Linked DNA regions of Mus musculus: all the other regions are linked to region 2. The links are chromatin contacts, called in public promoter capture Hi-C maps. All regions are on one chromosome and are shown on one strand. The core of a region is the stretch at or near the end of the contact, and the rest is flanking DNA. Distances in the headings are between cores, read along the strand shown. Region 1 holds the start of Igbp1 (immunoglobulin (CD79A) binding protein 1). Region 2 holds the start of Phka1 (phosphorylase kinase alpha 1). Region 3 holds the start of Pdzd11 (PDZ domain containing 11).

The links. Promoter capture Hi-C pulls out the DNA fragments that hold promoters and counts their contacts.
Region 1: a contact with region 2 is called in a promoter capture Hi-C map of pre-B cells, with 2.4 times the contacts expected there. The contact joins the promoter of Igbp1 here to the promoter of Phka1 in region 2.
Region 3: a contact with region 2 is called in a promoter capture Hi-C map of pre-B cells, with 5 times the contacts expected there. The contact joins the promoter of Pdzd11 here to the promoter of Phka1 in region 2. A contact is called at or near these places in 1 of 39 promoter capture datasets (pre-B cells) and 1 of 9 other capture datasets (liver).

What each region holds. Positions count from the first base shown.
Region 1 is chrX:100,492,914-100,496,056 of GRCm38.p6, reverse strand. Igbp1 (immunoglobulin (CD79A) binding protein 1) reads right to left here and starts at 1,766. Exons shown (of 6, transcript NM_008784.3): 1 at 1,501-1,766; 2 at 859-1,152. The coding sequence starts at 1,691. It also overlaps a transcript of Awat2 not described here.
Region 2 is chrX:102,642,438-102,645,534 of GRCm38.p6, reverse strand. It overlaps Phka1 (phosphorylase kinase alpha 1), which reads left to right and starts at 1,289. Exons shown (of 33, transcript NM_008832.2): 1 at 1,289-1,688. The coding sequence starts at 1,611.
Region 3 is chrX:100,624,280-100,627,240 of GRCm38.p6, reverse strand. It overlaps Pdzd11 (PDZ domain containing 11), which reads left to right and starts at 1,300. Exons shown (of 7, transcript NM_001356384.1): 1 at 1,300-1,355; 2 at 1,854-1,953; 3 at 2,363-2,446; 4 at 2,652-2,708. The coding sequence starts at 1,867. Kif4 (kinesin family member 4) reads right to left here and starts at 1,176. Exons shown (of 30, transcript NM_008446.2): 1 at 653-1,176; 2 at 423-537. The coding sequence starts at 772.

The DNA of each region.
Region 1 (3,143 bases), core at 517-3,016, 2.1 Mb after region 2:
TTGGGAGGGGGCACTGTTCTCCGCCCATACAGCTCCCTCCCAGCTGTTTATTTAAGGCCTCTGTGGCTTTACCAACGCTATTGCTCTGACGGGCGAATGCCATCCTCTCCTCTTCCCCAGCCTCACACTCCTAGTCCCCTTAAGCACCCCCTTTCCTGAGAAGCCTAGTCTTCCCACAGGTCCCCTCTCTGCCTGTGGGTGCCCCTGACTGCTTCCACCGTACTCCACACCTCTCCCTTCACAACATTTTATACTGCCATGCTGTTTCTACGCTACTTTTCCCCACAGAGCACAAAGATCACCCACATTCATACAAACACCCAATCAGTTCGTATCCCCAGTGCCTAACTTTGTTCTTAAGACACTGGGCATTCACGGAATTTTCTAAGGTTAAATCAAGGTTAACATGATGCTGTACCAGGGCTATGATTAATTCAGGATGCTAGACATCCCAGCCTGTATGCATTCTGAACAGAATTGCTCAGTAAATAGTTCAAGATATTGTGTACTTTTGAAATATTTACCCCATACAAACAGCATTATGCAGTGACATGGAAAAGGTTGTGGTATACTTTGATCAACCTAATGGTTAGAATAACACTGCTACTAGTGATGACCCTAAGGTGTGTGTTGAGGGGCTGGGGGGGTGGTCCTGAAGTTTTAGCACAACCCCCTCAACAATGGCACAAAGGCTTGTTAAGATTCAGGAAAGTTTGCTTTCACCAGGGTCTATGTTCATTAAGAACCAAGAAAATAAAATACACTATTCTGTAGTACACACACACACACACACACACACACACCACACAAACACATGCACCCCCAACTACAGCCCTCAAATTACAGCCATTGACCCACCTCTCTATTTTAGCCTGTCTTTGAGATGCCATAGCAACGAGATTTGGATAGGCCATGGAGGAGCTAGCAGTATTATTTTCAGCTGAGTTAGTCTTGGTTTGGGGTAGCTGAAACTCTGCCACATGATAGCAATGACACTGAGTTAAGAAATGTACGAAGTGTTCTCGAGCCCGCTGCAAATGATCTAGACGCTTGCTGGGGTTGACTTGTTTCATGGTGAGGGCTCCTTGCAACGCTGGCACCATCAGGTACTTCAGGTCGGTGGAAGCAATCTCTTCCAGATCTTCATTTCGGCTGCAAAGAGCAAAGAGGAGGCCGTGAAGCCTGGTTGAGCATTAAGCCGTGGCCCCTGCTTCTAGGGAAGAATAGGGCTGGGAGAGAGTGGTGCAAAGACATTGGCCAGATTAAAAAGAAAGTGGCTGAGCTTGCATACCCAAGGACCAGGCAGTCAGCCGTACACGAGGGAGCATTGTTCTGGGATATTAAGCATCTCAGAAGAAAAGTGGAGAATGGAAAGAATGTACACGGGTGAACAAGTAGGAACCGCGCGGTTTTAGCCTTAAAGGTCCTTTCCACCCAAGTGCAATGGCTCTGCCCTTGCTAGCCATTCCTTCTCTGCGGTTCCTGCCCTCTCCCCCGTACCTGAACAAATCAAGCTGCGATAACATTCCAGCAGCCTTCTCAAGGAGTTCTAGTCCTTTGGACACCTTATCCTGGATTGTTCGGGAGCCGGTGGGTTCAGTTGCTACTTCCACGTCCTCCAGAAGTTTTTTGCTTGTTTCAAAGAGCTCCGGAAGCCGCGGCAGCAGTAACTCGTCTTCAGACGCTGCCATCTTGTGGAAAGAAAGAAACCCGGAAGAATTTCTACCGAAGTCAAAGGTAAACTCCATAAAGACGAGCCCTAAAGCTCTCACGACACAGGAAGCAGTAGTGCATTGGCCAGCGACTTGTTACCAAAGCTTCCCAAATGACTTCTGGGAATCGCAGTTTTCTGGCCCTGGCAACCGTTTCCAGGGACTCATTTTCAGCCAGCCGCTTGTTTTAAAGTCGTCTGTGCTGTTTTACTAAAGATGGGCTCCACGTGGCCAGAAGTGGACTTGCAAGTTCCTAGTACTCTGAGGCACAGGAGTGGCGGGGCTGATTTCCAAACTCCAGCCAGCGTGAGTAGGCGAACGTGTTCCATGCTTGGAGAACCACGAGCCTGCTATGCCAGAGAAGTCAAGTCGTTCCCCCAAGGAAAGTCCTGCTAGTCAGCGGCCACTCTCTCGGTTTCCGGGTCTGCTTACCCTAGAGGACGTGAAGTTGTAAGTCGCGCTCTCGATCAATGCCCACCCACCGCGCCACAACCTTCTGTCCCCTATACACTCGAACACCCTTTGAGCCAGCACCCTGTGAAACCTTTCTCTTTGATCAGGAACATTTGAAAACTTGCAACTCCTATCTACCAACAGCCGGCTGCCTTCCTTTCTTGGAACTTTCTTTCCAGGTCACACTTCTATGCAGTCTTTGGTTCTCTCCCCATATACTGTGCCTTTCACCTCGCCGTTCGGATTTCTTCTGTGCACGCATACAGCACGGACCACACTGCATTAATAGCTAGTGTTTTATAAAATCTCCCTTCCAGAATGATTATGAGCCATCTTAGCACCTCCTCTGGCTATCCTTCATACTGAAGTTACCCAGAGTCATGATATATAAATAGAAAAATAAAGCGATCTCTTTGGAAATCAGCTCAGCTTTGCAGATACTAGATGGCTGGCTACCTAGTGCTCAGGTGTGCTTATCTTAAATTTAGATGTGTTGTAAAAGTAAATTACAGGTCAGATTTTGATTATATAATCAAAACATGTAAAAATATCTCAACGCTTTGACTATATGTTGAATGATAATATTTTTGAGACAGGGTCTTTTGTAATCCAGTCTGGCTTTGAAGCGCGATGGCCTTTACCTTCCAATCCCATGTGCAGGGATTACAAGAGCGTGTCACCACATTTGGTTCCTAGGGATTGAACTCAGGGCTTTGTGCATTCTACACAAGCGCTCTACCAGTTGAACCACACACACCCAATAATAGTATTTTAGTATATTCAGTTATGCGTTCTTAAATTTTCTTTGTTTTTAAAAATAGATGCCAACTATTTTTTTTGTTATTATTTTTTTGTTGTTGTTTTGAAACAAGTTCTCAAACTTGCTATGTAGGTAAGGATGATATTGAACTTGAGATCCATGGTTTCTACCTCCTGAGTGATGGTTACACCTGCAAAGTAGTACAGTCATACACGTGG
Region 2 (3,097 bases), core at 40-2,539:
AAGGTTTCTGAGCCTATAGTCTGAGTGAGGGCAAGATATCAGGGAGTTAGGGGCATAGGCAGGAGGGTGTTCTCTCCAAACCGAACTCCCTTTCCCAGTGTACTAAGGACATGAAGTGCTGTACTGGCCAGCCATCGCATTTGCGTAGGTTGTGACTGCAATGGGAAACTATTTGCTGGAGAAGTCCGTGCCACTGTGTTGAACTGCATCATTGACTGGCTGTTCAACCTGAGCACTTGAGCACTCACCTTTCATCACCATTATCAGATATTCACTAGTCACCTTCCAAGGTGCCTGACTATACGCTATACTGCCTGAGGAAGAAGCTGCAGCAGAGACAAAGGTGGCAGTGGCGCAGAGGCAGCTTGTAAGAAGAGAAGAAACTTAGGAGAGGAAAAAAAAAATAGAACGAAAATGCAAAATCACTGTGGGCAGAGTGAGGTGGCCAAGGAAGGCTTAGATTTAGAACTTGAAAGGTCAAGAGACAGTCTTATTCTCTTACCCGGCAAATCAGAAAGCAGGTGGTACTCCTGCTGAGCCCAGAAGAAGTTTGGGAGGGCTATGAGTAAAGGTTAGGGGTTGGGACAGTAGAGCTCGGAAGCATAAGCCCTTTGGGGACCGCCTGCCAGAGGCAGATTCCTCAAGCTCCTCACTGTATCCTCGGCAGCCTTCTTCCCCAGCCCTCCTCAGTCACTTTAATTTCAGCTGAATGTTTGTTCTTTGGGCCTAGTCACCTATACTTTACGAGGAAGCTTTCCAAAGCAGATAACTCCCACTGTCAGCTGTCCCATCAAGAGCACCCTCAGCCACTGCTTGGCTCCCTATTCTGCTCTCAGCCTGCCTGACACTTGCTTCCTCAAAGCTCCCTAACCGCTGCGGATTCGCGCATCTTTAAGGAGGAGCTAAAGAACTCCTTAGGGAGCTGGGGGTTTTTGTTTGTGTGTTTATTTGGTTGGTTGGTTGGTTGGTTGGTTTCAGAGTGTGGCGCTTAATCCGACTTTTTGCTCCTGAAGATCCGGAAATGGAATCGTTCAGTCCCAGTCTCTCAGTTTTGAAGAGTTCCTGAGGGTTCCTAAAACTAGTCCTTCAGAAGTAAGAGCAACAGCCTGTGCGCACAACCGTGCAAAATTAAAATAGTCACTTGTAGTGTTTCGAAAATAACTCCCCCGGGGGGGCGGGGAGAGCACAGCGCCTCGGGCGACACATTCTGGGCGGAGGGTGGCGGGCTACTGGCCCGTGGGCGTAGCGCGCAGCTGCAGGACCCACGCCCCGCCCCCGCACGCTCGCCAAGGGAGGCGGCACCCGGGGCGCTGACCCGCTGCTGTCGCCGGCCTTCAGTCTCAGGGCCGCCCCGGTCTCCTTCAGTCAAGCGGAGGATGCCGGTGCGCCACCCGGGGACCACGGGAGACTGAGTGGAGACGGGGTCTTTGCCGGCCGAAGCCTAGACCGCGGGAGGCTGAGCCGCGGCCTGAAGTGGACTCTGAGGCCGCCGGAACCAGGTGACGCGCGGGAACCATTGGCCACACGAGCAAGGGAGCGTTTAGAAGGTTTCCGTAGGCCTGGCGTCCGAGCTTCCCGTGTGTGCAGTGGGGGATTAGGGACGTGGCACCATGAGGAGCCGCAGTAACTCGGGAGTCCGCCTGGACGGCTATGCTCGGCTGGTGCATCAGACCATCCTGTGCCATCAGGTAAGTGTAGGTAAGGGTGAAGTGTGAGCTCCGGACACTGACTCTGGGTGAACCCTGAACGCATTTGTCTCTGGAGAGACCTTAAAGGATCCCGAAGGAAAGTTGCATGTTGAACTTGGAGTAAAATCAAAGTGTGGCATGGAGAATCACAATCCCCCACCCTCGACCCCTCTGCAGTGATTCCAGAGTGATGGTTTCTGAGCTCAGACAGAATGCCACCCCTTCCCCCAACTCCCCACCCTCCCAACTATGGCAGGATTCCAGGGACAGAGTTTCAAGAAATAACACTTTTTTATTGCCCTCACCCCAGGTTTGGGCCATCTACTTCCACTCCACTTCCCCAAAGATGTATGAGAACATAGAGCATCCTAAGAGACCTTAGACTACTGTGAAGGTCAAGGCACTTTGTACATACTTTTAAACAGTTTTGCACAGTGGCTCAGGCTGGCCTTGAACTTGGGATTTTCCTGCCATAGCCTTCACAGTTTGGACAACAGACCACAAGCCAGTGGGTTTTTTTGTTTGTTTCCTAAGCCGTTGTTGTTTTATTTCTTCCTTTGTTGAGAGGATTTTACCTTGTAGCCCATGCTGACCTCAAACTCCCCATCCTCGAGCTTCATCTCCCCATTGCTGGGGTAACAGGTATGCGCCACTGCACCTGGTTTATATGTGCTCTTTGGAGTTGTTGGTTTTTGAAACCAAGTCTGTCTTTGTAGCCCACGATGGCCTGAAACTCACTATGTAGCTGGCCTCGAAGGAGCGTCAGTCTGGAGAATTATAGGCTATAAGGCACTGCACCTGGCTGTATATATTTCTAGATTTCTTTCCTACTCCTTTACTTCAGACTTTTCGTTGCTAGTTGAATTTAACTTTTATATTTATTTTTCTTTTAAAATGCACTTAGTGGCATCCTTAGTACTACATTTGATAATACCCCTAATAATGCCTTTATTTTAATAATACCTGTGTTTTGGACTTGTAAGCTTTCAGCCAGCTCTTTCCTTATTCTTAAGATAGTGCATGGAAATAGAAGAAACTTTCTCATCTCATATAAATATGTTCTGCAATGCTGATTAGCAGCAGTAGCAGCACACTGACTAGTCCATACTACTTTATTATATATATATATATAGTTGAAACTTGCTGAGAGAGGAGATCCCTCCTATCAAAAAGTGAGGTAATAGATGTATTAACTTGATTGTCATTTCACAGTACATTCATGTATGTATCAAATCGTCATGTTGTATACAGTAAATATGTACAGCTTTTATTGTCAGTTATAACTCAGTAAAGCTGGGGGATAGTATCTACCTGCAACTGGTTAAAAGAGAAGAAAGGTCGAAAATTTGAGAATGGGGAAGTAGGAGAAAGACTAAAGTTTCTAAGTAAAATATTCCCTAGATTTTGTT
Region 3 (2,961 bases), core at 51-2,550, 2.0 Mb after region 2:
GCTGGAGTTATCACAGAGTAAGGACCTTCAGTTGAGGAAATACCTCCATGAGATCCAACTGTAAGGCATTTTCTCAATTAGTGATCAAGGGGGAAAGGCCCCTTGTGGGTGGGACCATCCCTGGGCTGGTAGTCTTGGGTTCTATAAGAGAACAGGCTGAGCAAGCCAGGGGAAGGAAGCCAGTAAGGAACATCCCTCCATGGCTTCTACATCAGTCTTTGCCTCCCAAGTGCTGAAATGAAAGGTTCTCTGTGAGGTCCCAAGACAACAAAATATGTCTAGGTCAAAGATAAACTGGATGTGTTACTAGGCTGTGGGCTGTTTTTAAAGGCAGAAGTCTGTTTCATCCATTCCTCTTATTTGTAGTGCCTATATGACCCACCCACACACACACAAACGCCCAGTGAATTAGACAGCCTCACCTTTAAACACGCCTTTTATGAGTGGAGCTACTGCTGTATTAAAGACCTCTTCCTGTTCAGTAGAGGGGTCAAACACAAAATCGTAGGTAAATGATTTATCATTACCAACCACCACCTGCAAGAGGCAAGAGACAAGGATGGGGAAGGATTAAAAAAAAAATGCCTGACCACGCCCCTCGCTCCTTTCAGCCTCAGCTGTGGAGGAAGCCACTCCAGACTCGACTACCCACCTGAGGCTCTCCGGGCACAAAGGAAAGGCACGTCTGGCAGCCCTCCTTAATCTCTTTCGAGACGAGGGGGCGACAACGCAGTGCCACTCTTACGGGAATCCCCTTCACCTCTTCTTTCATGGTACCAGCTCAGCAGGTGTCCGTGCTGGGTGAAGCCGGCTCTCCCAGGAGCCCCCGGAGGCTGGCAGGAGTGGAAAGGCCCTTCTCAGGCGGTGGGAGAGCTCGGAACTCGCTGATGCACTCTCCCTCCCAGCGGGATCACGGTGTCCTGTCACTCTTGGCCACCGCCTAAAGGTTTGTCAGTCCCAATACTGCAGGGCGAAGCGGCGTCAGCAATAAGGAAACTCCAGCAGAGACAGCAACCGCGACCCCAAGCCCTAAAGTGCTCCAAAGCGCAGAATCGGAGCTAACGCGGTGCCCGGGTAACTCACCAAACTAAACGTCCCTCTCACCGACCTTCCCTGGCGCCCTGTTCCAACCGGAGCTTTAACCGCCAAGTTTCAAATTGATCCCAGAGGCGCCAGCCAATCGGAGCGCGTACAGCCTGTGAGAAGCAGACGAACTTGAGCACGCACACCGTGACGCGCAAGGAGGCTGGAGCTCTGGCTCGCCCAAAGAGAGCTCCGCCCCGGCAGGGTGGTAGGAGCATCCGCTTCCGGTTCCGACGCCGAATTGGCTGTCGCTGACCGAGGCCTTCTTACCGGTGAGGTGGCCCTGAGTTAAGTGGTCGCGAGCGCGGGATTCGGGCGGGTTGCAGGACCTGGATCTAGAAGGTAGCCCGTGTAGACGGAACCCGTCTGTGGACACCACGTTTACTAAGCACCTCTAGAGATTGTGTCTGGCCCCAATCCCTATGGGATAGTTAAGAGTTGGCACTCCCTTGCTGTTTTAAAGTAGATCTTTGTAGATGTGTAGATTCTCTTTTCCTAGGTTGGAAGTGGTGACACCTATTGTTTTTTGTAGAATTGTGAGAAATGCAAACATGCCATTAGAGTGCTTAAAAAATTAATTTTTTTGTCTTTTGTTTTTGTTATTTTGTTTTGTAGCCTGCCTCTCCTCCCTACCCCCCCTCCCCAATCTTAACACCTACTTGTGGGCTAGTCCCATAAAGGAATGGCCCTCGGCTGGAAGGCTTTCTGGAACTTAGAGTGCTTGGTCCTTTTTAAAATCATTTTCGTTTCCTTTGATTCGTCCTTTTCAGGGCTTTGCCTGAAATGGACAACCGGATTCCCTATGATGACTACCCTGTGGTTTTCCTGCCGGCCTATGAAAACCCTCCAGCGTGGATTCCTCCTCATGAGGTGGGCGCCATCTGCATTCCTGAATAATCATGAGATCTATGAAAGAAAAAGTAGCAGGGCTAGGAAACTCAGTGGAGAGTGGATCTTAGGTGAATTCTGAGCAACAGTGACCCACTGGTGACTTCTTGCAGAATCACCATGCCAGAACCCTTCACACTGGTGAATTCTGAAAATTCAGAGCCTTAATTTCCATCCTGTCAATAAGAAAGGACTAGGGATCTATAGGGCCACTAACATGTCCCGAGACTAAACAGCCACTCCTCTGGACTGTTTTATCTGTGCTTTGTAAACTGAGTCAATGGCTTTACCAATTCCTGACATATATCTGGTTTATTGGTATTCTAAAAGAAGGTAGATGTAACACATCTAAGACTGGGAATAAGATTTCGGGGATTGCTGTATCTTGCAGAGAGTGTACCACCCAGACTACAACAATGAGTTGACCCAGTTTCTGCCCCGAATTGTTACACTGAAGAAGCCTCCTGGTGCTCAGGTAAACTTATAGGGGCTCTTATTCCAGTAACGTTTGGTCCATGCCAGAAATTGGCCATGGTTGGGGTGTGGATGTGGATTGGGAGGTAGGTGACCAGAAAAGCAGAGGTGGCACTTCTACAGCATCTCCTTTTCTTCTGAGTACATAGATGTCCCTGTTCTTATGTCTCTGCTGAGTCTGCATCCTGTGTCCTTTTGTCTTTCAGTTGGGATTTAACATCCGAGGAGGAAAGGCCTCGCAGCTAGGCATCTTCATCTCCAAGGTCTGTGTGAATGTGTGTGTATGATAGGCTGTATGGCTAGCTACTTTGTTATCATATTAAAGTGCACTGGTGGCCCAGCAGATAAAAAAATGGATGACCCGCTGGAGTCATAGGATAGACATAATGGAAATTCAGCCTTTCCCTTTGAGAACTGTACTTGGGGCCAGTATGCTGGGGCATGTGGGCATGTCAGTACTCTGAGAACTCGAGAGGCAGAAGGGGGAAGATTAGGAGTAGGTAACAATCTATAAAG